7 separate regions of the Mus musculus genome follow, and regions 2, 3, 4, 5, 6 and 7 are each linked to region 1. A link is a contact called in public Hi-C, HiChIP or PLAC-seq and promoter capture Hi-C data. All regions are on one chromosome and are shown on one strand. Each heading gives the region's core, a stretch centred on a gene start, on an enhancer-like site or on the middle of the called end of the contact. The rest is flanking DNA. Distances are from core to core; before and after follow the strand shown. Region 1 holds the start of Txn2 (thioredoxin 2). Region 2 holds the start of Sh3bp1 (SH3-domain binding protein 1). Region 3 holds the start of Rbfox2 (RNA binding protein, fox-1 homolog (C. elegans) 2). Region 4 holds the start of Sstr3 (somatostatin receptor 3). Region 5 has its middle 8.4 kb from the start of Gm41353. Region 6 holds the start of Tmprss6 (transmembrane serine protease 6). Region 7 holds the start of Apol7a (apolipoprotein L 7a).

What was found. Promoter capture Hi-C pulls out the DNA fragments that hold promoters and counts their contacts. A called contact is a pair of places that touch in the nucleus more often than the background predicts. HiChIP or PLAC-seq counts read pairs in DNA pulled down with a chosen protein or histone mark.
Region 2: a contact with region 1 is called in a promoter capture Hi-C map of hippocampal neurons, with 4 times the contacts expected there. The contact joins the promoter of Sh3bp1 here to the promoter of Txn2 in region 1. A contact is called at or near these places in 3 of 39 promoter capture datasets (cranial neural crest, hippocampal neurons and neutrophils).
Region 3: a contact with region 1 is called in a promoter capture Hi-C map of liver, with 2.8 times the contacts expected there. The contact joins the promoter of Rbfox2 here to the promoter of Txn2 in region 1. A contact is called at or near these places in 1 of 39 promoter capture datasets (liver) and 1 of 115 datasets of contacts at active chromatin or transcription factors (pancreatic cancer cells).
Region 4: a promoter capture Hi-C map of 3T3-L1-derived adipocytes shows a contact between it and region 1, with 9 times the contacts expected there. The contact joins the promoter of Sstr3 here to the promoter of Txn2 in region 1. A contact is called at or near these places in 14 of 39 promoter capture datasets (the 3T3-L1 cell line, 3T3-L1-derived adipocytes, the C10 cell line and 7 more), 1 of 484 Hi-C or Micro-C datasets (cortical neurons), 7 of 115 datasets of contacts at active chromatin or transcription factors (the SCID.adh cell line, bone marrow-derived macrophages, embryonic stem cells and 2 more) and 1 of 9 other capture datasets (embryonic stem cells).
Region 5: a contact with region 1 is called in a Hi-C map of the N1E-115 cell line, with 3 times the contacts expected there. The contact joins the enhancer-like site here to the promoter of Txn2 in region 1. A contact is called at or near these places in 4 of 39 promoter capture datasets (3T3-L1-derived adipocytes, embryonic stem cells, hippocampal neurons and 1 more), 3 of 484 Hi-C or Micro-C datasets (the N1E-115 cell line, cortical neurons and embryonic stem cells) and 1 of 115 datasets of contacts at active chromatin or transcription factors (astrocytes).
Region 6: a promoter capture Hi-C map of liver shows a contact between it and region 1, with 4 times the contacts expected there. The contact joins the promoter of Tmprss6 here to the promoter of Txn2 in region 1. A contact is called at or near these places in 4 of 39 promoter capture datasets (the SN4741 cell line, hippocampal neurons, liver and 1 more), 1 of 484 Hi-C or Micro-C datasets (liver) and 1 of 115 datasets of contacts at active chromatin or transcription factors (memory CD8 T cells).
Region 7: a FOXA1 HiChIP or PLAC-seq map of pancreatic cancer cells shows a contact between it and region 1. The contact joins the promoter of Apol7a here to the promoter of Txn2 in region 1. A contact is called at or near these places in 1 of 39 promoter capture datasets (embryonic stem cells) and 1 of 115 datasets of contacts at active chromatin or transcription factors (pancreatic cancer cells).

The regions. Positions count from the first base shown.
Region 1 is chr15:77,927,504-77,930,493 of GRCm38.p6, forward strand. Txn2 (thioredoxin 2) reads right to left here and starts at 1,491. Exons shown (of 4, transcript NM_019913.5): 1 at 1,404-1,491; 2 at 189-451. The coding sequence starts at 451.
Region 2 is chr15:78,898,306-78,901,295 of GRCm38.p6, forward strand. Sh3bp1 (SH3-domain binding protein 1) reads left to right here and starts at 1,463. Exons shown (of 18, transcript NM_001316684.1): 1 at 1,463-1,656; 2 at 2,841-2,883. The coding sequence starts at 1,598.
Region 3 is chr15:77,305,611-77,308,600 of GRCm38.p6, forward strand. Rbfox2 (RNA binding protein, fox-1 homolog (C. elegans) 2) reads right to left here and starts at 1,443. Exons shown (of 14, transcript NM_053104.6): 1 at 754-1,443. The coding sequence starts at 933.
Region 4 is chr15:78,542,736-78,545,725 of GRCm38.p6, forward strand. Sstr3 (somatostatin receptor 3) reads right to left here and starts at 1,610. Exons shown (of 3, transcript NM_009218.3): 1 at 1,401-1,610; 2 at 1,068-1,214.
Region 5 is chr15:77,366,186-77,369,175 of GRCm38.p6, forward strand. No RefSeq gene overlaps it. Among named protein-coding and RNA genes, the nearest start is that of Gm41353, 8.4 kb to the right of the region's middle. Within about 2 kb of position 1,511, at least 195 of the 459 cell types and tissues checked have an H3K27ac peak or open chromatin away from gene starts, as enhancers often do. A contact at or near this core is called in 3T3-L1-derived adipocytes, the N1E-115 cell line, astrocytes and 4 more, where this site is marked.
Region 6 is chr15:78,467,116-78,470,105 of GRCm38.p6, forward strand. It overlaps Tmprss6 (transmembrane serine protease 6), which reads right to left and starts at 1,519. Exons shown (of 18, transcript NM_027902.2): 1 at 1,311-1,519.
Region 7 is chr15:77,397,669-77,400,658 of GRCm38.p6, forward strand. It overlaps Apol7a (apolipoprotein L 7a), which reads right to left and starts at 1,442. Exons shown (of 5, transcript NM_001164640.1): 1 at 1,270-1,442.

The DNA of each region.
Region 1 (2,990 bases), core at 241-2,740:
TCCTAGTGTGCTAGGAAGACCATCAATCTGTCTCCTACCATACTGCATACTTAAGGACAGGCACAGGGTCTCAAAAGTCTTCATAATGAGTGTATGTAGATAAGCATTACACATGGTAGAGAGCCATAGTGAGCCCTCAATAAATACTTAAGTAAGACCCTCCATCTCTTACTGTCCCCAGTACTCACTGTGCATGAAAGTCCACAACAACTGGTGTCTCACTGTTGACAACTCTGTCTTGAAAGTCAGGTCCATCCTGGACGTTAAAGGTCGTCAAACAGACTCTGGTGGTGTGTACTGTCCGGGCTGGGCTGGGCATTACTGTTAGACCACCAGCATTGTACTGAGGGGTCTGCAGGGTCTTAGAGGTGAGGGAAGCCCACACACCCTGAGGAGGCTTCCTGGAGATGACTGAGGTCAGGAACCTCCCCAGGAGGAGCCGCTGAGCCATCTGTGGGAGCAAGAGGCAGGAAGAGCTGGGGCCATGCAATAGGAAGTCAACACACTAGGAAAACAAAGAATTCTGGAATAATGAGGTGTTGGGAACATACAGAATTGGAAGCAAGATGCATGGAAATACTGTAATATATGATTTTCAAAGGCCAGGTGTGGTGGGGCCCACCTGTCAATCCTCCTCCTGGGAGGCGAGGCAGGTGATATAAGGCAAGGTCAGTTTGGGCTAGACAATAAAACCTGGTCTCTAAAACCTCCCCACGACAACAAAAAAAAAATATCTAGAGGTGAGTAAGGAGTCAGCATCACTGAATAGACGTTAAGTTAGAAGGGCAGAAAAACTGGGTTGACAGCCAAAAAGAAATCAAGGCTGAGGTGGAATTATAAAAGGTCAATGGAGGGAGGGACAAGGCTCAAGTGCCTTACATCACTGTGTATAGCCCAATGCCCCCCCCCCCCACACACACACACATCACTGGCTCTCTCTGATCAACTCTGAAGAAACCTTATAATACCGTCCATACTCAGGGCAACAGGTAGGTTAAGTGCCATGCCCAACGTAGGCCAGTTTTTAAAGTACAGCTAATTGGAACCCAAGGCCGTCTGTAAAATTTTTATCAGTCATTCTTTTAAAAAAGTGTTTTTATGGGAAATTAAGGAAAGGGAAGCTGTCGAAGAATGAGCGAAGAAGACTCCCAACTACGGAAGGAGGAACTGAGAGGCGTAGGAACCGGCCATGGGGTACCAAAGTGAAGCGGGTGGCATGTGTACGGAGGGAAGCCCAAAGAATGGACACGTGTTGGGGAGGGTGGGGGACAGGGAGACTGGGAGCACAGGACGTGCAGCTGCCAAGGCCACCTCCTCCCTCTAGGGGCATCCCCCTGCCGATCGCCTTCCTGCAGAGAAGCGCGCCGCCAGCCCGGCTCAGCCCACCCCGCAAGGGCTCCTACCTCCCGGCAGTGCGAGCAGAGGGATGCAGAGCCCAGCCGGCCTGCCCGTCAAGGGCACTCCTGTTGTCACTTCCTCAGGGGCAGGTCTAGCGTCATTTCCGGGAAAGACTATGCGGACGACGTTTCTCTGCAACTTGGGGGCGGCTCGGTTTTTTTCACCAATGAGGAGGACGGAAAAATGTAGGGCTGAAGGGGCGCGACCGGAAGGAATGGGATCGTGGAGGAGGGACCGGAAAATGTGTGGGACCAGTGAGGGAGGAGATGGGTGAGAGGGCGGGAAGGAAGGAGTGGCTTTGGAACAAGCTCCTGCTGTGTTGCGCCTCTTGGCATTGCCCACCCTTGGATCTGAGCTCTGGAAAGGGCTGGAAGGCTGTGTTCACTTTAATGCCGAGGAAGCTCTGTTCTCGACAGAAGCTTAGTGTTAAAAGGAAGAGATTCCCGGGCTGGGGTTATGGCTCAATTGGATTCCTGTCTAGCACACCCAAAGCCTGGCTTCTCAATACCAAGTAAACTGGGTGTGATGGCACACACCTAATCCCAGGACCCCGGAGGGCTCAGGAGTTCAAAGTCATCCTCGATACTTAGGAACTACGTGAGATCCGGTCGTGTGTGTGGTGTGTGTGTGTGTACACATGTCGCATTAAGGGGTTATTCTGCCGTTTTTGATTCTTTTCTGCCCAACCTAACTTCTTATGATTGAGCAAGTCCCTCTGCCCCTAAGGGCTGGCGGTACTTCTAAAGCCCTTACCTTTTGTACTGTCATGTCTTACTTTTTGGAACTGTCAAGGAAGCACTATCCAAGGTAAAGTGTAGGGCTTTCTCTCCATTCCCACTGGCATGAGTGACTGAGGTGTAAGTCCCTCATTTATGCATATTGTAACCAGTATTCCAGCCCCTTACGATCGGGGAACACGTTGCTGTCCACCTTCCCTTCCATACCTTTGCTCACTTTGAACTTTGTCTCTGGGTACTTAGAACACCTGCTCACCTTATCTTCTCTGAATAGTACTGCTTTCTTCTCACTAGCGCCTGCTTTATAATCCTCCAGAACACATGGACAACGTCTCTTTCTGAGAGTAGGGACTTGTGGTTGTCTCATCTGCATATACTTAGCGCCAACCTGGTACAATGCCCAGCACAGAGAGGCTGTTCAATAGACACTAAGTTGAGAATCTTTGCGCACCTCAGCAAGTGGTTTCTGTCAGAGGGGTTATGTGATGTGTCCCAGCAGATGGACTCCATCTACCACCCTATTTTAACCCACTCTCTCAATAATTAGTGGTTTGCTGAGGCGTCTTTGTGTTCTACATCTGCAGTTGTGCCTGGAAGGCTCTCCCAGAGCTCTCTGAGAAAAGTGCTACTAGGTACTAGATTCTGCACTGTCTCTGGGTCCCTTTTCTGTCTGCTCCAGTGGAGGTCAGCCCTCGTCTTTGCAACTGACAGCCACCAGTCTCTGTTCATTGTTTTGTTATCTGTTTCTTTTCTTTTTTTAGATGTATTTATTTTATGTATATAAGTACACTGTCACTGTCTTCAGGCACACCAGAAGAGGGCATCGGATCCCATTACAGATGGTTGTGAGCCACC
Region 2 (2,990 bases), core at 213-2,712, 970 kb after region 1:
CATGTGGTTGCTGGGAGTTGAACTCAGGACCACTGAAGAGCAGTCAGTGCTCTTAACTGCTGCGCCATCTCTCCAGCCCCCTCTTTAGAATCTTTTGCCATCTCTTCTCCAAACACTGGGCAGCAGCCTTCCTTCCCATCGGAAAAAGAAAGACAAGGAAGCTGCTCTGCCTTCTCAACTCCCCATCAGAGAGCCAGGATTCCACTGATGAGAGGCTGTGGCTGTTCCTGGCCAGTATGTTCTGGCTGCAGCAGCTGCTGGGACCCCTCTGGGCTCCTCCCACACTCGATAGGACTTCTTAAATGGGGAAAGCGGCTGAGTGAACACCATGTGCCAGACCTGTGCTGGGTACACAGAGATGTCTGGAGCAAAGGGAAGTCTTTGAGGAGCACACCAACTCTCTACCCCCACACAGTAGGTGCTCAAGTGGTATGGCTCTGAACTGAAACTAAGAGAGCAAAGCTTGGTGTGGTGCACAGGGCTTCCTGTAGTCACCCTTCCCCCTCCCAAGCCTGAAGGGTGCATACTGAAGTCAGCTTGCAGTTGCCCACCGGCTCTCTTGCTCTGTAGCTATGAACACCTATTGTATGCTCAGGCTGGTGTTCAGCGGAACATTTCAAAGAGAAAATCGGGTTTGGGGGTTCAGAGCAGCACCCATACATATCAAGGCCTGACAAGAAGGAAGGGCAGGCGCCTGGGACATTTGCTAAAAGAAATGAGAAAGAGTTTTACAAATAGGGGAAGCGGTCAAAGCTTGGGACTCTTTAAAGTGTAGAGTGACAGGACCTCAAGGGCTGACGAGCAGACCAAGCAGACCAGGGTATCTTGTTTACCCTGTGGCATAGACTGGACAAGGACAGTTGTCCTACCAAGCTACTATACACAATGAATGCAGAATTTTGGGGACTGATCCAAGGACATTAGTATCTGGTAGTCCCAGGTACCCCAAGTTCTGAGCCAGTGGTCCAGCAGGCAAGGGGGATGGTCAGGGAATAGTATGGTGGAGAAGAAGTCCCCAGGCAGCATCCCCTAGTGACTGGCCTGCACAGGTCCTGAAGGCCTGTCCCTTCTAGGCAGCCTTCCTTTCCCTCTAAGAGAGCAAAGGTTGTTTATACCCAGGGCGGTGATGGCAGGAGCAGCTTACCTGCTTCCCGCCACCCGCCGCGGTGACAGGACAGGCTGCGGGAAGGAAGAGCCCGCACTCAACTGCGGACCTCAGAGAGACAGACCGACGGACACTCGGCAGGCGGGTCGGACAACCCGGGGGTCGTTGAGGCCCGGAAGCAGAGAGAGAGAGAGAGAGAGAGAGAGAGAGAGAGAGAGAGAGAGAGAGAGAGAGAGAGAGAGACTCCAAACTTGAGAGAGAGAGAGACTCCAAACTTGGAGAAAGGAGTGACCTGGGGGCCGGGGGCGGAGTCGTGAGCGGGGGAGGAGAGCGCCCGCGCCAGCGCCAGCACCAGCCAGAGGAGCGCGCCGGCCCAGGAAGCCAGAGCGCCGCCCACCCATCCGGGGCGAAGCGCGCGGGGAAGCAGGCTGGGCCGGGGGCTGCCAGCCTCAACCCCCAAGGTGACTCCTCGGCCCCCTGCCCGGACCCAAGATGATGAAGAGGCAGTTGCACCGCATGCGGCAGCTGGCCCACACGGGCAGCTCGGGACGGTGAGTGTCACCCGCTTCTAGCCGTGCTATCGTTTCGCAGGACCTGAGCGAGCGCAGGAGAGTGGGGAACTGGTCACAGAGGTCGAAGATATCTAGGCAGCGGCCCTCTGGCATGCCAGAGCCCTGACCTCGTTTCCTGGGGTCTGAAGTCACTGTGGTCGCACAAGCATAGCTGGCTTTTGCGGGCGGTGGAGGGGGAGCGGGGGAAGGCACCTCCATTCCCGGTTGGAGAGGCTGCTGCAGAGAGCAGAATGCGTCCTGAGCCAAGACGCTGCCTGGAACCTCATTTGTCCCCTCCGGACAATGGGAACAGTTAGCCACCTCTAACTGGAGGGAAGGGGAGGAACGGAGCCGATCGGGGGCCCCAGACCCTGGGGGAAGGGACTGGCAGTGTTCTGGCCTGGGGAGGAGGGGCCTGCTCTGCTCTGGGTGTCCGTCCCCTCCCCCAACCCAGGGGCCTCCTGCCATTTGGTCCTGCTTCTGCTTTTCGTAGGCTCAGGTAGAGACACCCCTTGGTCTCCTCGGTTCCCAGCCCCAAAACTATGGGAGCGGAAGTTTGGGGAGTTTCTCGGAGCCTTTCTTTCTGTCCCTCTTCCCCAGCCTGGGAGTTCCCCATTCTTTGGGCCCAGAGAGGTGACCGTGTATCCAGAAACTTGATCCAGACCTTGCAGTGACACAAACACTTATATGTACCTACGAAGCCAAGCCACTCTGCCCTGAACCCATGTCCCTATGTATCCTTGGGCAGAGTCCCCAGACCTGCCCACAGCTGCAGTCCAATGTCGTATGCCTGTGGGCCTGGCCACCCCGGAGACCAGCTTCCACACTTCCCGTTCTGGGGGCCAGCTTAGGCCTCCTCTTTCCGGGCCAGGCAAACTATTTAGGGGGATGGGGAGATGAGAAACTTTTCCTCTGTCCCGAAGTTGGGCCCTGGGTAGCTCCCTCCTGCTTTTTTCGGTGTCATGGGTCCACCCTCTCCCAGGACACAGCCCTGGGTGGAGGAGGAAGCAGGCATGCATCCTCTTAACTACCATGGAATGTGCTCCAGCTACGATGTGGACGGGCCACCCAGGCTTGGTGGGTCCTGGAAGCATCTTGGGTTCAGGTTCCATGTGCAGGGGTTAGAGGGAGGCAGTGGGTTCCCTAACCCAGACTGACTCATCCAAAGCCCCCTTCCCCCACAGCACCCCGGAGACTGCCGAGTTTTTGGGTGAGGACCTGCTGCAGGTACGTGCCTGGGCCTGGGCGGGCTGGGCTGGGAGGCAGGCCCATGCAGGCTGTCAGTATAGAGGCTGGCAGGCGGGGACAGCAGTCAAGGGCCTGGTTGTGTCATT
Region 3 (2,990 bases), core at 193-2,692, 620 kb before region 1:
TCTTCAAACTAAGTACTAACCGCCTGTATCAATATCTTTGTCATTTCCCACCCTCAACAATCAAGCTAACACTGGAGGCCACAACTCAGAAACCAGTCTCCTAACAGCCCTATAAATTTTCTTTTCTACCTCAGGATACTAAGGAGTTTACTCCGCATCCTACGAACGTAGGATGCAATGGGTAAAGCACAGGCGGGATCTGCCTGGTGTCTCTCTCCAGACTTAATAACATGCTGCACAAAACTGAGACAGAGCATCACACTACCAAACTCCGCGGACTTCTCAAGACTGCTCGAGTAACTGATTGAACCCACAAGCTAAGCCACATCCCCTTTCGGGCTCGCTCTCTCTCCAGGAGTTGGCTGGCTTTTCAGTCTGTTCTCCACATGCCGTTCCCCCTTTCCTCATCCCAGTGTAAACCAAAAGGCGCCCTTCTTCTCCGGAGCTTTCCCACCACCAGCTTCCCTCGCTCTCAGCTCGGCCCAACAGCTCTCCTCTGGACAAATCGACCCAAGAACCCTCAACTTCTCAACAAACTGAGCACAGGCTTAAGAAATGGACTGCATCCCGATCCTGTTCAATCCCAACTCCAAAAGGAAAAAAAAAAAAATCCCACTCCCTCGCGCTGCCTCCGGGGCCCCTCCAGCCCCTGCACCCGGCCCCAAGCCCACTCTCCAGCCAGGCCCACCCGGCGCCCGGAGGCCCGAGCCCGCCGCGGCCCTCCGTAACCGGGCGCCCGTCCCGCGCGGTCACCTGCATCCCGCCGTCGGCCGCCTCCTCTGTGCGTGGCCGCTTGCTCAGGCCGGGCTCGGGTCCGTCTGCCCCCGCTCCGGGCACCGGCAACTCCACCTCCGACTCCCGCTTCATGCCCCGGGCGGCAGCGCCGGGCCCGAGCTGAGGCGGCTGCTGCTGCGCCTGGCCGCCTTCCGCCATCCGCCCGCGCCCCCTTCGCCACCGGGAGCCGGGCGACCCGCGACAGGCCACCTCCCCCTGGGCCTCGGTGCCGACAGTCGCGACAGGCGGGCGCGCGCCGGCCCCGCCCCCCGCGTGCGTGTGTGCGTGCGCGTCGGTCCGGAGCCCGGCTTCGGCTTCGGCTTCACTACCGCTCCGACTCAGGTTATGGCTCCGGCTTCGGCTTCGGCCCCGGCTCCGGCTTCTGCTCCGGCTTCGCGCCGGCCGCTCGCTCGCTCTCTCACTCGCACGCGCGTGCGCCGATCCCTCGGTCCCTTGGTCCTTCAGTCCCGCGCTCCCTCACCACTCGCCAGCCGTGCGGGGAAGGGGACGGCCTGGGCTCCCAGCTTGGGGAGGGCTGTTTATTTGGGAGGAGGAGGAGCGCGAGGCCGCAGCGAGCTGACTGGTCGGGATCCTCCGTCCCGCCACTGTGGCAGCGCCGGGAAGGCGGGGAGAGAGAAAGGAGAGAAGGAGGGAGGAACCTGGATGTGTGGGACTCGGGCCGCCCGCGCGAGAGGAGGCTGTAGTGAGGGGGCGTGGCTACGCCCCTCGGCAATCTCCGTCGCCTCCGCGCGGGCCGCCCGCGGGAGGCCGGGAAGGACTCGGAAAAGCTCGGGAAGCTCGGGGATGCTCTGGGAAGCATGGAGAGAGAAGGGGCCGCCTCTTTTAAGGCGGTGGCCGGGGGGCGGAGCTTGAAGGGCAGGAGTTCGGGGGAGCAACTTGGACTAGTTGCACTAGTGAGAAGTGATGACCTGATCTCTCTCATCTGGCTTCCTGGGATTTAGGGAAGCAGAGGGGCGCTCTGCGAGAGGAAGGTCCCTTTGCCTCCTTCCTCTCCAGCCCAAGACCTGGGAAGTCCAGGAGTGATGGCTCCCATATAAACTTTTCTGAGAAATGGTGCTATGAAGCGAATAATTGCATCTCTAATGATGTCAATATTTCTGATGTTGCCAGGCATGGCGGTGGTGCACACCTTTAGTCCTAGGAAGTAGGAAGCAAAGACAGGAGTATCTCTGAGTTCGAAGCCAACCTGGTCTATCTGCATAGTGAGTTCCAGGATAGCCCTACACAGAAAAACTGTCTCTAATAATAGTAATAAATAACGCCTGGTGTTTTTTTAAGAGCTTTACGTTTACATAGGGCATTTACGGAACCATTTTGAGCCTGACAGTAGAAAACATGGTTTTAATCCAATGGATGGACCTGAATTTGTTCAAGTCCTGAAGCAGAAATATGTGGCCAGTCAAGATGGCAATCTCTTGGTTTTACTCCTTGCTGCCTGAATAGCCCTTCCTAGCTTATCAGCTTTGTGCAGTTAGGTCTGTCCGGTAGGTTTTCTCCACCTGATTGTAAATAGAAACTGCTTCTGCCTCTCAGGGTTCCATACTGTGACATGGAAAGGGATATTGTGCAATAACCTAGCTTCTAGCCTTACCCTTGCTTGCTACTTTAAACAAGTGAGTTTTTCTCTTTGGATCCCAACTGCAGTATCTGAAATAATCCTTTGGATCAGTGGTTCCCAGCCAAGAAAAAGTTTCAGACCCTTTCAGCATCTCCCACTTCCGTATTTGTCATATGGTAAATTTTGTTCTTCACAAATGGAGACTATACTGGCATTTACTGAATAGAAGCTTTGAATGTTATTCAGAACTCTACAGTGCAGAGAACAATCCCTGCAAGAGAGACTTGTCCAAACCAGAATGCCAATAGTTCAGAGATTGAGAAACCCCAGGTCAGGTGATGTCTAAGGTTACTTGCAACCAGTCTGTGACTTGACCTTTGAACTTGAGTTAAGCACCTAAAAATGGACAGAGGGATGAAGATCTCTGCTTCAGAGCCAGACGAGTCCCAGGGAGGCTTGACCACTCCTGCCCATGTAATGCCGGACCACTGGTGGTTAAGAGAGGGAATAGAAGGGCTTGCAGGCTAGTTGGAAAAGACTGCACAACTTGCCTTGGAGCTGGGTTTTCCTACTGAGTATTTGTATGTTTGTAGGTTGCAATAGCTTAGCCATTTACAAGCCTTGACACCTTATGGGA
Region 4 (2,990 bases), core at 360-2,859, 620 kb after region 1:
ATAGCCTGCAAAAGCATGTACACACACACACAAACACACACACACACACACACACACACACACACACGTACACACACATGCATGCACACACACTCACAGGAACACAGCTACCCAGCCAGACCCTCCTCAGACTCGGAGGTGGAACATCCCTCCTGGTACCCTGGCTCCCCTCCAAGACACCCTCCTTGCAGTCAAAGTTGATGGGCCAGGCAGGTGCCAGAACAGAGAAATCACAGCTTGTCACTGAGGGGGGAAACAGACCTGCAATTTCGATGCCGTCTTTTCTTTAAGGTTCTGCGATCCTATGCCTGATCTAATTCCTCCTTGGGAGGGAGGGAGGGACTTTGCCTCCCTGTCTGGTTTATCTTTGGCATGAGCTTGCCTGAAAACTGGGGGTGGAATCTCCTCAGAACTGTTCAGGAGGGGAGAGACACACAGAGAGGGTGAGTGAGTACTCCCAAGCACCACAGCAATTAAGGATGGCCCCTCGGTCATGCCAGGTACTCCTCTCACTCAGCACCTACCCTTTCCGAAGTGCTTTCCTTCAGCACCTAGCCTAGCACCATGAACTTAGTAAGTACTAATGGAAACAAGCAAGCTAAGCAGGGAGAAGTCAAAGGAGCAAGGCTGGGGCAGGTGATGAGGAAGGAAAGTTGAAGCTCAGAGAAGTTAAGTGACTTCTACAGGGTCACCCACCCGGTGAGTGAGAAATCCTGTCTGTCTCCTGGACCATGCTGGCTTCCTTAAAGGCCTCTGGTTGGAGTTGTCAAGAGTCAGGACATCCAGGGACAATGTAAACTGAGGACCCCTGGCTGGCTCTGCAACGCACCTGTGCTCTGCACCCCTGGACCTTCCCCGCCCCCTCCCGGCAAGGGGCTGGGATTTTATTAGCCAGCAGTGACTGACATGAGCCATAGGCCCGGAGCCTGACCCTCAGAGCCACCCCCTCAAGCCCTGAGCTGAGAACTTAGCCTCTGCTGATGCTATGCTGTGTGACCTTGGACAAGTCACTTCTCTCTGGTTCCAGACTAGACTCCTCCTACTTTAATGGAGACGTTCATTCCTACCTTACAGGGTTGCTGCAGAGGTGGAGGGGGCTCTTCAGAGGCACCACTGCCAGCTTCAAGGGATGCTCGAGGCCCGGGAGGCCAGATGGTAGCTTGCGTCTGGTTTGGTCCAGTTCTGACATGCTGCTGCACAGAGGCTCCAAGACTCTGGAATGATGGCACAAGATGCTGAGATTAATAGTCCTTCCTGCCTTCCAGCCCACACACCAGAAGCCTCATTGCTTTCTGGAACTCCCTACCCTTTGCCAGCCCCAGACTTAGCCCCAAATTCAATCTGGTTAGAGATTCCCAGGTATCCCACCCTCCAAGTTCCCATGACCTCAGCTCTCTTACCTGCCCACTGGGCAAGAACTCCCTTTGTAGTTGCCAGGCTGGTTAGCATTCTGCAGCCAGGTACCACCAGAGCACAGCCAGCTGGGGTGCCACACGGTGCACACTCGTCCAGCGTTCGTGGGCGTGGACCCTTCCTAGGTCCTTGGGGGCCACGTCAGCCCACGTCGCCTCTCCCATCTGGTCCTCGGCCCTGACTTGTCACCCGCACCTGGTACGTCACCCCCCATCTCCAGGACACGTGGAGGGTGCCGGACACGGGATGGGGGGTCTTCGGATGGCACCCAGTTGGGGGTGGCAAGAGACACTTCTCAAGATGACAGAAATGTGAGATAGCAGGGGACATAAGAAGCCAGAGGAAAATAAGGAAAGGAGGGGGAGGGTCGGAGGTGGAGAGAGAGAAAGGAGAGGGAGAGGAGACAGTGTGTGGGTGGAAAGGCAGAATGAGGGGGAGTAAGGAGAGATGCCTAGCAAGGAGCAGGGACAGAGGAGCGAAGAGGAGAGGCGAGAATAGATGGACTGAGGAGCAGGGAGAGATGCAGAAAAAGGCAGGGACAGAGGGAGGCAGGAGGAAGGAGAAAGAGGGGGTGGTGGGGACAGTGACAGAGAAGGATTGTGCCACAGATGGTGACATAGAGAGCCAGCAGACGCGGGGGGTGGGGGGAGCAGGAGGGTGCGGGAGGGGCCGGGAAGAGGAACTGAGCACCGGACAGCAGGTGCCAGACTGAGGGGCCGCAGGTTAGGGGCGGAGGCCAGGCCGGGAGAGGGAGAGGCAGATCTCGTTACCGGGGAGATTTCAGCCACCCACGCTGGCCTTGGCTCCTGCGGGGACTTGGAAAAAAAGAGGGGAGCAGCAGAGAGAGGGAGCTGCCTGCCAGAGGCAGGACAGCACCAGATCCCTGGGACGTAGTTACCCATAAGGGAGGGGGCTGCTCAGCGGAATGAGGAGGAGAGGGCAGGGTGGGCTCCGAGATGTGGGCTCCGAGCCCACATATCCCTTGTGGAGGATTCTAGGAGCAGCAGGACGGGTCCAGGAGACTGTGATGCTGGGGTCAGTTGGATCTGGACAGAGGAGCAGAGAGATGGTTTAGAAAGTAAGTATTTTAGGCTTTGAGAGCCGAAAGTCAAAGGTATACACCGAGGAAACAAATTCTCACTCTTAACTGATACACTTTGAATAATAACAACTGCCCTTGAAGACAATTGTTCATAACACATCAGCTGATGCGCTCCCTGGGAGGGGGAATATGTTGCTTCATTGGTGCATGAAGGTGGTGGTCCCCAGCATCAGATTCCTCACAGGTGCCTACCTATATAAGCCATTCTTTCTTGGCTTGTAAACTGCACAGACTAAGTAGTAAACTGTGGCCATCTGTGGCTGCTGTTGGTCTAAAACAGACATGAGCTCTGAGCAGCCCTAAGGGTCCAAGGTGGTGGTGGGGGGGGGACTTCTTGGTGCTGTGTTTCTCTGCTCTCAGCCCTGCGTGATGCTTCCCAGTCACCTGCTGTCCACTATCCCTGTTGCCCCCTACCCACAGATTCCCTTTGGCTCTCTAAGCTCTGAGCTTATCAATTTCATTCATTCATTCACTC
Region 5 (2,990 bases), core at 261-2,760, 560 kb before region 1:
GCTGGTGTCCCCACATTGTCCCGTGGTCCTATTGCCTGGTCTGTGTGTGTGTGTTTGTGTGTGCATGTCTTCTCAGCACACAAGTTACTCCAATGCAGGCAAGGAGGCTCTGAATACAGCTGTGCTCCCCAAATTCTGCCCTGCACCCCTCCTGTGTCTTGGGCTTCTTGTGGCAATCAACAGGCACAGAGGATGAAGTGAGCTCAGATTGACCAGTGTTAGGAAACTTCATCTGGGACTGTCTGTAATCCCACTACTGTGGAGGTTGAAGCAGGAGGATTATGAACTCAAGACTAGTCTGGGCTACAGAATGAGTTCAAGACCAGCTTGGGCAATTTAGTCCGTCTTAAAATAGAGATGGGCATGGGCATGGGGAATGGTGGGGGGGAGAGAGAGAGAGAGAGAGGGAGGGAGGGAGAGAGAGAGAGAGAGAGAGAGAGAGAGAGAGAGAGAGAGAGAAAGACTGAAGACAGTTTAGTGAATTCCTGTCTCCAGCCCAGTGCAGAAACCCTTTGGTGTTTGATCCTGCCGCAGACACTGGCCTTGGAGCTTGGGGAGGCTCTCCCTGTGTCTCCCGGTAGCAGTATCGTTGGCTCCAAGAAGCCATGTGGTAACCAGTTTAAACATTCGGCCAGCTCCTCCTCCACCCGCCTTCTGCCAGATGCTAATGGAAAACTGAACCAGGCATCTAGGGGTGGGGGTGGGGTGGAAGCCGGGAGGAATTGGGAAGAACGAGCCAAGAAGCTTGAAGTCCTTGACACAGAAGAGGAAGGCTTTGACTGATGTGTGAGAGCGTTAGGAGGAGGCCACAGCTCCAGAGCTCAGACGCCTTGCCTGGACAGTGAATGCAGCCACCCAGCTGGCCCAGAGGCGGGCAGTTCCCGTCCTGTGGGAGGACGTGACAAAGTCAGTACCAGAGGGAGCAATGTCGGATTTCTCAACTAGTACACTGGAATGAGGAGGAAGCCCTCCGAAAGGCTCAGGTTTATGCCTGCCTGCTCAACTCATCTTTCTAATACGTCTACTGCGTCTCCTAGCCATGGGCCATGGCTCTAAGACCCCTTACGGGTAACCGAATCTCTCCCTAGCAAACAAGAAAACCAACAAGGAAATCCTCAGAGGGAGAAGGCTGTGGAGCGAAGGCCCGGAGGGAGGCTCAGCCCTGCCGCGCAGATTCCTGGTCCCTCTGGGGACCGGCTTCATCCAAAGCATCTTTTAAAAAGTGTGTGGGCGCCCTCGTGTGGACGTTCTGTTAATACTACAAGCTTGCTTTCTAGCTCTTTTTTTGTTTTTGTTTTTGTTTTTGTTTTTGTTTTTTTGTTTTTTTTTTGAGACAGGGCTTTTCTGTGTGGCGCTGGCTGTCCTGGAACTCAACTCGAGACCAGGCTGGCCTCGAACTCAGAAATTCCCCTGCCTCTGCCTCCCTCAGCCTCCCAAGTGCTGGGATCAAAGGCGTGCGCCACCACCGCCCGGCCTCTAGTTCATTTTATTCCAGCTCAAAACTGTGATTTCCAAGCTTGGTAAGCAGAACCTTTCCGGGGGGTGGGGCCTAGCTGGCAGAGGCAAGTCACCTGGGTGGACCTTTGGAGGCAGAAGTGCCATTGGCACTAGGCAAGTGTGTGGTGCACAGATATATATCTAGGCAAAACACCCATGCATATAAAATGAAATTAAGTAGAAAAGCCAGGCATGATGATGCATGCCTACAATCCTGCACTCAGGAGGCAGAGGCAGAAGCAGAGGCAGGCAGAGCTCTGTGGGTTCGAGGCCAGCCTGGTCTACATAGTGCGTTCCAGGACAGCCAGGGGTGTTAGACAGAAACCCTGTCTCAAACCAAACCAAACCAAACCAACCAACCAACCAACCAAACAAACAAAAAACAAAAAAAAGAAGAAATTAAAAATTTTTTCAATAGGGAGGGATATCTGAGGGAATTTGTTGAATTCCACCCAAATCTGAACAAAAAAAAAATCTAAGGGCTCTTTGGATGTGTAGCCTTTGCTAGAGGAAATACTACTCAAGGAACATATGGGCCTAGGCTCTTTTCGTGCAGCCAGACGACTAAGACTGGAAAGGAAACCAGTGCTCCTCCCACTAACCAGGAGGAAAAAAAATGCAGACTAGAAAGGCCAGAGACGCCAGAGAAGCACTGTTGGAGCGCCCCCGTGTGGACACGACGTGCGTGAGCGGCATCCAAGGTTGATCAACAAGGGAAGGGCATACTGTGGTTGTGGCTGGCCTCAGCTGACAGTGTTTGCTCCGGCAGCCGTGGCTCTGACTGCTGAGAACGGGCCCTGCAGCTGGCAACCAAAGGCAGGCCATCTCCCCGTGACTCCAAAAGCCACACAGACTTTGTATGAATTGGAAAGGGAATGGGGAGAAAATGAGATGGAGCAAGAACGAGGAAGAAAAACGGCAAGAGGAAGAAGCAGGCAAAGAAGAAACGAAGGGGGTGGGGGTTGGGAAGAGGAGAAAATGCCTTGAGGGAGTTGGTTCCTAGGGACTTCTGCCACTTCTGTTCTTGCCTGGGCAAAGAATAAATGAATAAGCAGGAACCCCGCTGAATAGGATGAGGGCAGGTCCACTTAAGGGTCAGGAATCAGATAGCAGGGATCAGGGATCAGGACCGGAGAAGGACTATGAAGGGAGCTTGGACAAGGATGCTTGTGGTCTGTCTATCTTGGTCCCGCTACAGCTGACCTTTGCCCACACCTGAGCACAGGCCCTCCAAGCAAAGTCAATCCTCTGCTTAGCGACAGGTAAAGAACGCACCTGTGTTCACTCCAGCCAGACGTGCGTGAACACCACCCTCTGTCCCAGCGGGGCCTGAGGTGACAGAATCTGAAAGAAATGCCTGGGTGGAGGGGCAGCGACTGTACAGGAAGAACAGGAAGGACTTGCTGCCCGACACCCCACAGGAACTCATGTGCCCAGGGGAGCCAGTCAAAGGCAGCATAGGCTCAGTGAGCCAGTGCAGGGGTCCAGGTTGG
Region 6 (2,990 bases), core at 269-2,768, 540 kb after region 1:
ACCCCTCACCTCTGTGACTGGATGTCACCCCATTTTATTAGAGCTCTCATAGAGATACGCTGGATATGGGGGTGGGGGTCACAGTGAATACAGAGCTCCCACCTCCATCTTCTGTACCCACGAGGATGACCACACCACAGCTTTTGCTATTAGACAATGGCTTGAATTTTCCCGAAGCCCAGTCCATCATAAAAATGGTACCTTCCTGAGAAGGTACCGCACTGAGAACCCACAGCCTTCCTGTGCAGCCCAGACCAGCCTTGGACTCAAAAGTCGCTCCCCACCCCCCCATCAGTGCAACTGACCAGGTGGGTGTGCTCTCTGACCCATGCATAATGTGGAGACCCTTGAAGGACACAATCTTCTCCCCTGGTAGACTGGGCAACAGCTCTGCACCCTCTTCCACCCTCTTGACAGTGGAGAGCCTTGTCCACCCTCTGCGGGCTGAGCTCACAGGTAGCACAGTGGAGATCTGGATTTGACCACAGTGTGAGAGTTCCACTCCAGTCATGGACTGCACGGCAACACACAAGCCCATTTCACCTCCAGCAACCTTGGCTGTTTGCTTCAATGTCTCCTCCTTTTAGTGGTTGGTGAATCAAAAGTCCTGGGAGATGAATTCCCTAAGACTGGCAGAAGGCCCAAGTCGGGACTCTGACCCAAGGACATGGGAAGTACATCTTGGCACTTAGCGGAAGCCCTGCTGTGAACCACTGAAGCTAGGGGCCTGAGTGTGAGCCATGGGGAAGGGATGGTTAGGAGCTCTGGCCACACACATGACCCATGTGCACCCACCTCCAGATGTGTAGAGATGGAGATGCATGCATGCGCGCACGCACATACAGGCACGAACACATGAATACACGTACACATACCTGCACACACACATGCACACACACACACACACACACACACACACACCAGCTCCAGGCTACAAGCCAAGAGTCCTGTGTGTAGATCCCACATGGATACAGATTAGGGCTTGGGCTCTCTCTTGCTCTCCAGAAAGCCTGGGATGTGAAGTTGTATATGAAATGAGAAATTAGGCAACCAGGTCCATACACTGGGCCTCCCCTTTCTCTGCACACCCGAATCGCAGGCCACCGGGTCCCTGGAAGCCCTCTGGTACCCTGCACCCTCAGCTGCGCTAGGTTCGCTCCACCTAACCTTCCCCAACAGCAGCTTGGTGCACCCTGTGGCCTCTATGCCAGGTCACTCTGGCCGAGGAGCCCCTGCAAGCCGTTCAAAGGCCTAGTCACCAGGCTATTGACCAGAGATCCTGGTTCTCTGTCCCAGAGGCCCCTGCTTACCTTCAAGAGTGGAAGGTAGGTGCCGGGCCTGCACACAGGCCTGGAGGCCTCTGTTTATCCAGGCCAAGGTCTTTCCACCCCCAACTGGCCAGCTTAGGTTGGATCAATGGCCTGGAGCCATGGCTGGGGTGTCTGGCCCTTGTCCCTTGTGGCCTGTGGCCCCAAGTTCCATGGGCCTCTCCTGTCAGGTCCAGGGCGACAATGAAACTGAACACAGGTAAACAGGCAGGAGGCAGGAGGCAAGTAGTTAGTGCCCGCCTCTCTAACCCCGCCCTGCCCCATGGGTGCCCAGGGGGCTGGACCTGCAGGAGCAGGAGACCTGAGCTCTCCCCCGGGGCCTGTTGCTTGGTGATATTCCTGCCTGGTTACAGCCCCTGGTCCCCTAACAGGGTGAATGGGAAACTGCAGAGGCAGATTCAGGTGAGAACAGGGGCTCACACAGCTGACACTGGCCAGAAAGTCCTGGGCCCGTGACTTCTGGGGATAGGAGAGAAGTGGGCCGGGGGAGAGGTGCACTTGACACTCTCTTCCATGAATCTAGGAATTACTGGTATTCTACAAAACCCTGCTGTCCACTGGCCACACATGTCCCTTGGACATGAAATAGAGCCAGAATGAGCAGAGATGGGCTCTTAGGTAAGACACGTTCCAGATCATGAGCAAGAAAAACAACATTATGAACTAACCAGTAACCCCCTGGAGCTCATGTCTCTAGCTGCATATGAATCAGAAAATGGCCTAGTTGGCCATCAGTGGAAAGAGAGGCCCATTAGTCGTGCAAACTTTATATGCCTCATTCCAGGAGAACGACAGGGCCAAGAAGTGAGAGTGGGTGGGTGGGGGAGTGGGTGGGGGAGTGTGTTGGGGACTTTTGGGATAGCATTGGAAATGTAAATGAAATAAATACCCAAGAAAAATAAATAAATAAAAAAAAAGTCAGTCGTTGCATTGCTCATTTGGGTACTGATTGCAGATTGAAATGTTAGCTTGGCTGCTCTCTTGGGCTAGAGGAGCTGTGCAAAGATGAGTCCCACCTACTTTTCTGTGTTTTGATGGGATCTAGAAAACTGAGGCGACAAGCGAGGCTCATGTTAGAATTAGATGGGACAGTGCTGCTGCAGAGGGACTGAGTCTCACCCAGACACGTGATCACCATGTAGCAGCTGGAGACTGGGGAGCGAGGAAAGAGAGTGTGCAAGCTGGGAAGGAAAGGATGGACCCTCACAGGGTCAAGGGTCAGACCTACAAGTTTGGGCAAGGGCCCAAGCAAGAGCTGTCAGGGCATGATGGTAAGGAGAGCTACCGGCCAGGTCACATGGTGTGAGCCAGGGGTTCCTGTAGAGAACTGTGTGTGAATTTGAGGCTCAGTGTGCTGTGAACATGTGTTTCCCCATGTGTGTGCGTGTGTGTGTGTGTGTGTGTTGGTGCGTGCACACCAGGCATGTAGGAAATATGTGTACAGTGTAGAGTATATGTGTGGACAGATGATGTATGTTAAGAATGTATATCTGGGGCGTGTAAAAATCAAATGGATGATAGCCATGCCTGTAGGGTGGAGTGGGTCTGTGTAGGCCGTGGAGCGTGGGGATCTGCGTGTGAGCGTAAGTGGGTATGTGCCTGTCCACAGAGTGAGACGGACATGGGTTGTGAGGCACAGATGGAGCAAGAGATGTGCACGGG
Region 7 (2,990 bases), core at 192-2,691, 530 kb before region 1:
GTCCTGCCTGGTCCCTGCCGGGCCGTGGGCTGCCCTGGACTCCTGCTTGTCTCCATGACTCCTGGACCTTATCATATGTAAATACTAATGCAGAGAATGTCCTCATTCCTGTCAGTGCCTGCATTTGAGATTAACCTTATGCTATTTGTATAAGTAGATAACTGGGTTAAAGGACGTTCACATCTAAACACAGGCCGTGTGTGAGAGTGTTCACTCCTTGTTCTCACCAGTGATCAGGTGATTTTGCAGAGGGGTGGACCTCATAAAAACAGAAACAGAAACTGCACTGAGATTGCCTTGGGAGCTAAGGAAGAAGGAAAGAAACTGCGGTTAGCAGTATAGGGAAAAGGCGCCAGCCCCTCCTCCTGGGACCTGACTAAACGGAGAATGAATGTACGTGTTGCTATGGTGAGAGCTGAAGACAGTGGTGACTCAGTCTCAGAACCACTCTCCACCCTTCTAACCCATAACTCCCTTTTCTTGCCAAAGCTCTCCAAGTGTCCATGTAGCCTCGTCTGGCCTCACACGCACTGTGTAGGTTGAGAGAATCTTGAACTCCTAATCTTAGGCCTGCACCACCCAAGTGCCAGGATAGCAGCCGTGTCCCCCGACCCCCACCCCCTCGCTCAAGCTTTCCCATACTCACATGAAGTCAAAAGATGATAGGAAGAGAATCTTTTAAGAAACGGAAGAACAGGTCAGAGTCTGAGACATGGCATGTGTTCTGAAGTCCCCTCCCCAAAGGGAAACCAAAGTCAGCTCCTGAGGCCCAGACTCCTGTTCAATGCTGCTAACAGGGACTTGGGACTTTAGGGGACAGGGGTGGAGTCATCTCATCAGTAAAAAAAAGAAAATCATATAAATACAAAGATGCACTTTAAAGCTCACCCAGTGGCCAAAGAATTTACATGTTGGGAAGATGTCTATTGATCCTGCTCTTGGGGCACATCTCTGCTGTAGCTGTCAGGTTGCAGGATGTGGAGTTTTATAGGACAGTCACAACACCCTGCCAGGCCTGTCGGATGCCCAGGTGGGGCCACACATCCATATCTCAAGCAGGCAGCAGAGTGAGCAGAGGAAACCTTGTGCAGGGGTCTGAGGCGAAGCTCAGACTAGCTCGCTTGTAAGGCCAGAGTGGGGTAGGGGGAACTGACCATCTGTCCTCATCAGGGTTCTCTAGAGCAACAGAGCTTACAGAAGGCGCCTCTCTCTGTATATAGAATCTCTGTATATAGAGTTAATATAGATTCATGAATTAGAATGACTCACAGACTCTGGTTTAGCTAGTCCAACAAAGGCTGTCTACGCATGGCAGGTTGGAGACTCCCGTAGCTGCTCAGTCCACAGGGCTGGATGTCTCAGCTGGTTTTTAGTACACTCTGGAATCCTAGTGCCATTGTAGAAACGGACTTGCTAGTGAGGTGCGGCAAGCCGGCAAGAGCAAAAGCTTCCTTCTTCCAGTCTTTATGTAAGCTTCCAGCAGGTGTGGCCCAGATTAGAGGCTGGCCTTACCTTCTCAGTTGGTCTGTCCTAACAGCCATCATAGCACCGAAACAGAGTCCACAGCACACATGGGTGCTGCGCCACCTAGAGGCAAAAACTGTTAGGACACAAAAACTTTTGGAAATGTGTGTAATGAACTTTGAAATACACAGCTGTATGGAGCTAAGTGTGATCGGGAACTGTGTGCGTGCCTGCGTATAGGTTCACTGTGTTAGCATGTTGTTTAAACTGGTTCAAGGAATACCGAATGGCTGAGAAGCACCTGAAAAAATGTTCAACATCCTTAATCATCAGGGAAATGCAAATCAAAACAACCCTGAGATTCCACCTCACACCAGTCAGAATGGCTAAGATCAAAAATTCAGGTGACAGCAGATGCTGGCGAGGATGTGAAGAAAGAGGAACACTCCTCCATTGTTGGTGGAATTGCAAGCTTGTACAACCACTCTGGAAATCAGTCTGGCGGTTCCTCAGAAAATTGGACATAGTACTACTGGAGGATCCCGAAATACCTCTCCTGGGCATATATCCAGAAGATGTTCCAACCGGTAAGAAGGACACATGCTCTTCTATGTTCATAGCAGCCTTATTTATAATAGCCAGAAGCTGGAAAGAACCCAGATGCCCCTCAACAGAGGAATGGATACAGAAAATGTGGTACATTTATACAATGGAATACTACTCAGCTATTAAAAAGAATAAATTTATGAAATTCCTAGGCAAATGGATGGACCTAGAGGGCATCATCCTGAGTGAGGTAACCCAATCACAAAGGAACTCACACAATATGTACTCACTGATAAGTGGATATTAGCCCAGAAACTTAGGATACCCAAGATATAAGATACAATTTGCTAAATGCATGAAACTCAAGAACAACGAAGACCAAAGTGTGGACACTTTGCCCCTTCTTAGAATTGGGAACAAAACACCCATGGAAGGAGTTACAGAGACAAAGTTTGGAGCTGTGACAAAAGGATGGACCATCTAGAGACTGCCATATCTGGGGATCCATCCCATAATCAGCTTCCAAACGCTGACACCATTGCATACACTAGCAAGATTTTGTTGAAAGGACCCATATATAGCTGTCTCTTCTGAGACTATGCCAGGGCCTAGCAAACACAGAAGTGGATGCTCACAGTCAGCTATTGGATGGATCACAGGGCCCCCAATGGAGGAGCTAGAGAAAGTACCCAAGGAGCTAAAGGGGTCTGCAACCCTATAGGTGGAACAACAATATGAACTAATCAGTACCCCCAGAGCTCTTGACTTTAGCTGCATATGTATCAGAAGATGGCCTAGTTGGCCATCAGTGGAAAGAGAGGCCCATTGGTCATGCAAACTTTATATGCCTCAGTACAGGGGAACGACAGGGCCAAGAAATGGGAGTGGGTGGGTTGGGGAGTGGGTGGGGGAGCGTGTGGGGGACTTTTGGGATAGCATTGGAAATGTAAATGAAATAAATACCCAATTAAAAAAAACAG